Regions from separate parts of the Zea mays genome. Here region 2 is linked to region 1. A link is a contact called in public Hi-C data. All regions are on one chromosome and are shown on one strand. Each heading gives the region's core, a stretch centred on a gene start, on an enhancer-like site or on the middle of the called end of the contact. The rest is flanking DNA. Distances are from core to core; before and after follow the strand shown.

Region 1 (2,931 bases), core at 289-2,788:
AGGTGAGGGGCTGGGCCGATAAGAGGAGATGGGCCACGGCTGTGCCTGGGCTGGCTAGCGCGAGCAGAGGAGAGTGCGAGCTGGGTCGCGGGAAAGGAAGTGGATCTGGTGGGTCGGCTCGCGGGGAAAAAAGAAAAGGGGCGAGCTGGGCCTTTTTGTTTCTATTTTCTTCCCACATTCTTTTACCTATTTGTATTCAAATTTAGATATAGCTTTTGAATCCAAAATTCAAATGTACTTCATGAGTTTGAATGGATGCACCACCACAACAATTGACCATACAATAAAATGTCTCGGCATGTTATGCAATAATCAAGGACTCTTTTAGGGTTCTATTCTTACTAGGCTTACACATATATGAAACAAAATGACTCTCCACTATTTAGAAAAAGAGTAGAAAAGAAGGAAAGTAAGAGGGTAACACCTGAATTTGGTGGATATTAGAAAAAAAATTTATACCCCCAAATTCAGGGTGTTACAGTCCCATACCATCCTTGTGGTAACACTGTTTTACCGAGTGGTCGCTCCATGTTCCAATTAACAATATGATCTTATCATGAACAATAATTAAACAACATAATTGGAACATGATCATAATAAAACATTAGTTTCCCAAAACCAGATAGAGCAATAGCAAATCTACCCAATAGGTCATCTGTTTGCAAGGTGGGGAATAAACAATGCTAGGGAAACCTATTAGGTCCCATCAAATTAACTTGAGCATGTAACAGTGATTAACAGCAGACATTATTAGCTAAAAAGGAGTGATCAAGGGCATAACTTGCCTGGGACTCGAGATTCTAGGTACCAGGATGATCTTCAAATTCTCGTGACCTCACTGCTATTCGTAGCAATACAAACAAACATGATATAGGCAAAATTAACATCAGACCAAACATAAGCACAAACTACATATTAATATTCTACGCGTTGTAACGAGATCGCTGGTTCGAGAACCACTAAATTCGGAGTTACGGTTATAAATATATGATTTCCCAAGTTTTGTGAGGCTAAATAGTGGTAATATACATATTCTTTGTTAATTAATGTGATTCCCATGGGGAGATATTTATTAGAAAATAGTTCCACCATAATCTAAGTTACTATTGAATCAAAACCAAGTTAAAAAATCATACTTAGTTTTTAATAAAAAATGATTAATCTATTTAAACATAGGTTAAATTATTATCCAATTATAAAAGTGGAGAATATGATGTAAATTAGTACTATACTGTTTGGACAATATTATAATGAATCTAATGCAATTGGAACGGATTGAATCGGAGCTAAAAAGAATTAGTTATGCTTTTTCTAAGATTTTGGAATTACTTTTGCATTAAAAATTATTTTCGAATTAATTTTATCCATAACCAAAGGTGTTTGGACCGCGACCACTATTAGATAAAAGCTCAGGGTTGAATTTGCGAAGAAAAGGACCTCTGCGCAATTAATTTTGGACTAAGGCTAGACCACGGGTTTAATTCACCAAAGCACAGGGGCTCGTATGTGAAATAGGCTAGCCGAAAAGGATCTGTTTGTTGCCCAGCCACCTGATCATGATCCGGCGGCCCGGATTAGTCGCAGCCCTCATCAAATCGGTATACAATGAAAGCCCCACGATTCCGGATCGATGTTCATGATCCAAGCGAAGGTCCAAGCGAAGGTGGTGGCGGGCTCGCCGGAGCCACACCCGTTTGCGCACATGAGAGTCATTTGCCTATCCAATAGAAGCTACACAGAGTGGGGATGATGGTGAGTTGGTGACCATGTGGAGGGGAAACTCACCAATGGTGACGATAGGGAAGGTACTGGCCACGCTAGGGTGTCGATCGGAGGCAGCGGTGTGCTTTCGATGAGCAATCAGCTTAGCCCCGAAGCAATACCCGCCAAATTGGTGTTACCCAAAGCTTCTACTCGGCCCGACGAACATCTGGGAGGTCCTCTCAATGACTATCCATGGCACAAAGCCTCTGTCCACGGCATCGGCGGTGATTTCCTTGCCCTGACGAGAAATTCCGGTCACGCTTCATGCCATCCAAGCACGGCGAGACCATGGATGGGTGCTGTACCCACGGGCGATGCACCATGCCGAGGTTGAAGCGACGGTGGATGAGCGGGATTGGCTACAACGGCGACGGTGCTCTTTTCTTTCTCTGTGTTTGCGATAATGGTAGGGCGACCATGGCTCCGTGCGCGGCTTTGGTTTTGGAGGGCTAATGGGGGGGGGTCTGCTTATATGCACGTGGGGCGAGGATAGGCAATGGGCAGGGATGAGGATCCTCCTAGGCGGAGTCCGCATGAATGGCGAGATCCACGGCCAACGCAACAACCCAAATCCGGCGCCCAGTCTATTGCGTTCTGATGTAGAGGACGCCCCTGACACCATGGGCCCCCGGCGCGGCGAAAGCAAGGCCTCACGAAGCACCCGTTCGAGCAGGCCCGATTGCCAGCGGTTGCAGGGGGTATGCGAGCGCACGGGTGAGACTAGCAGGGGGCCCGCTAGTCGGCGCTGTGGGAGATCCCTGGGTCGCGTGGATTGCTTCGAAGGGAACCAGGCCGAGAGAGGGGATATGGAGTGGGCCGCCGGGATAGGTTCTGGCCCAAGCTTAGGCATCGGGCAAGTTTCTCCTTTTATATTTTTTCTGGTTTTATCAATCTCCTTTCTAATTTCAAATTCAAATATGGTTTCGATTAGCAAATTCAAATATGAATGAAACAAACAAGAAAACCCCACATGAGGTGAAAAGAGAAGTTTTGATGTATTTATTTATGATTCTATTCGTTTAGATTAATGCTCCCAAATGTGAAACAAAAAAATCACTCAACAAAAACAATTATATTTACCTTTGTTTTATGGTCTTGTTATTATATTTTATATTTATTGTTTTTTACTTTGATTGATTGGTGAGTATTACCAGACCACCAAAATGG
Region 2 (2,931 bases), core at 321-2,820, 71 kb before region 1:
TTGTGACTCATATAATTCTTCATTTGTTCACTTGCTAAACATAGATTGTTGTTCACCAGCACATTAGATTTTTAGACTTTAGTTAGTTTGGTTTGGTCAATTATTTGCTAGAATAATTGATAAAATTATTTTTATGTTTGTAGGGATAGGATAGTTAGATTTTTTATCAAGAAACAAAAGAAAGATATTTCTAACGCAACTCATATGAGCGATATATATTGAGTATTTAATCTACATATTTCTTAGATATTTGAATTGTATCTTGTTACTTGTGTCGTATTAAACATTAATTAGATTATTAGTTTTGTCTACATTTTCTTAGATATAATCCTGGATCTGCCACTAGATACAGTTGCTGGTATATGCAACGGTACATAAAAAAAGTCCAAGAAGTTACTGCAAGGACGGGTGTCTGCATCACATTAGTTTTATTATCACCACCAGTTCTAGGGGTTTGAGCTCTGCCAAACAGGGTGGGAGGTTTCTTTTGTTTCTAGGTTAAATTCAGGATGGCGATTGAGATTATAGAAGTGAAATCTTGCATTATATGCCAGCATGACATCTTTGCCAATTATTTACGCAAGGGCCCGTATGTTATTATTATAACCACAGACCACTCGTATGTTGTAGACACCAACCTCCAACAAACCTGTCTCCACCAACCACCATCACTCACTGACGTGCAAGAATACCCCGGCCGGCATTTCCAGCTTCCACTTGTATGTTCACATCGACCACGCGCAGGTGACAGCCACATCTACCAAACAAAGGAATCAAATGGAGAAGGTACACCGCGCTCACCGTGACCTCGATGGGCACCTTCTTGTCGATGCGGTGCTGGTAGTAGAGGTCGATGCAGTCGATGCCGAGCCGCTTGAGGCTGGCCTCGCAGGCTGCCCGTACATACGCCGGGTCACCGCGGATCTCGCGCTTGCCGTCGGCGAAGGAGACGGCAAACTTGGTGGCCAGCTCGACCTTCTCCTTTACACCGCCTTGAAGCGCCTTCACGAATTCAGAAGCATTACATCGAACATCTTCAGTGCAAACTTGAAAAGGGCCACAGGAAACAGAGATCTAATTCGAGCGGACCGACCTTGCCTAGCAGGATCTCGTTGGTGTGCGGGCCGTACATGTCGGAGGTGTCAAGGAGGGTGACCCCGGCGGCGACGGCGTGGTGGATGAGCTTGATCATGTCAGGCTCGGGTTTGGGCGGACCGTAGAAGGCGGACATGCCCATGCAGCCGAGGCCCTGCGCGGAGACCTCTAGCCCCTGGGAGCCCAGCTTGATGCGGGGGACGGACACGGTAGCGGCAGCCATTGCAGATGCAGGAAGATGCTCGTCGATGGTCTCGGGTAGTTGGAGGTGGTGTGGTGCTGTCGTCCACCGGCCGGCCGTGGCTATAATAAAGAGTGCGACTGTGCGAGGCCCTCTGTGCCGGCGGGTAGTGCCGTAGTGGACTGGATGTCATAACGTCACTCACTGCACATGTGAGCCCAAACATAACGTATTACTGTCGATAGAAAAACACGTCACTGCCTCACTGGCTGCCATCTTGCTCTGAGTCAGCGCGGCAACCTTCTGCACCGCAGCAGCTCCAGCTCTCCAATGGCTTCCCAGCTACCCTCCCTCGCCGCGCCGGCAGGACTGTGCCTGCTGTCAGCTCTTGCCGCAGCGCTGCTGGTGCTCACCCTCTACGTCCTGGGCGCCGTCGCGTCATTCGCTGTCTTCTGCGCCGGAGAGTTCGCCCGGAGAGACCCGGGCCGGCCGCCGCTCACGGGGACGATGCTCCGGCAGCTCAAGAACTTCGACAGGCTGTTCGACGAGCATGTCAGGTACGCGCTGGCGCATCGCACCAGCCGGCTGGTCTACCCTGGACACAGCGAGCTCTTCACAGCCGACCCCGCTGTCGTTGAGCATGTCCTCAGGACCAACTTCAGCAAATACAGCAAGGTGGTTTCCCGAACCCGTCAAACTCTTTTATCCCCCCTTCCATGTCCACCAGTCTCATATCAGCACGTAGCTCAATTTATTATGTGCCAGATGCCTAAATCCTGCATCAAATGGTGTCAGAACTTCAGTAATCTGCAATTAACTTGAAACAACACTACACTTGATTCAGCAAGAATACCATCACCCTTGAAATTACTTTTTTAAGTGTGACTTCAACCTTTTCATCTTTTCTGCCAGATCATTTAAGTACTTAACCATGCAACCAACTGAAATGGCAGGCTACAACAATATGAGCTTATGGACATGATTTTGAACTCATTTGAGAATGATACACAGGGAGCCTACAATATTGGAGTAATGAAGGATCTCTTCGGGGATGGAATTTTTGCAATAGATGGGGATAGCTGGAGGCACCAGAGGAAGCTGGCAAGCCATGAATTCTCAACCAAAGTGCTACGTGAATTCAGCAGCGTTGTCTTCAGAGCAAATGCTACAAGACTGGTAGATAAGATATCATCTGCAGCAGCTAACAGAACTATTCTAAACATGCAGGTACCTACATCACTAACATGAAAGTGCATATATATCATTACTTCGTAAATACGGTCATATTGGTAAATATTAGTTAAGTGCTACTCCCTCCGTTCTAAATTATAAGACATTTTGGCTTTTTTAAATACATAGATTAAGCACATAGATATACACTATGTCTAGATACGTAATAAAATCAATGTATCTAAAAAAAGCTAAAACGTCTTATGATTTGGAACCGAGAAAATACATAATATTTGTATTTGATAGAAAAATTGGATCATATTAATGCATCCTTTTTCAGGATCTTTTGATGAAAACAACTATGGATTCAATCTTTAAAGTGGGATTTGGTTTCGAGCTGAACACGCTATCTGGATCAGATAAATCCAGTGTTCAGTTCAGCAACGCCTTTGATGAGGCAAACTGTATTGTCTACCACCGCTATG

What was found. A called contact is a pair of places that touch in the nucleus more often than the background predicts.
Region 2: a contact with region 1 is called in a Hi-C map of endosperm, with 4 times the contacts expected there. The contact joins the promoter of LOC100273436 here to the enhancer-like site in region 1. A contact is called at or near these places in 5 of 25 Hi-C or Micro-C datasets (ear, endosperm, leaf and 1 more).

The regions. Positions count from the first base shown.
Region 1 is chr6:73,213,033-73,215,963 of Zm-B73-REFERENCE-NAM-5.0, reverse strand. No RefSeq gene overlaps it. Among protein-coding and RNA genes, the nearest start is that of LOC103629422, 11 kb to the right of the region's middle. Within about 2 kb of position 1,538, at least 18 of the 20 cell types and tissues checked have an H3K27ac peak or open chromatin away from gene starts, as enhancers often do. A contact at or near this core is called in ear, endosperm, leaf and 1 more, where this site is marked.
Region 2 is chr6:73,284,538-73,287,468 of Zm-B73-REFERENCE-NAM-5.0, reverse strand. LOC100273436 (putative cytochrome P450 superfamily protein) reads left to right here and starts at 1,570. Exons shown (of 6, transcript NM_001147873.1): 1 at 1,570-1,951; 2 at 2,288-2,503; 3 at 2,787-2,931. The coding sequence starts at 1,607. LOC100282958 reads right to left here and starts at 1,295. Exons shown (of 5, transcript NM_001155863.2): 1 at 1,094-1,295; 2 at 802-1,002. The coding sequence starts at 1,237.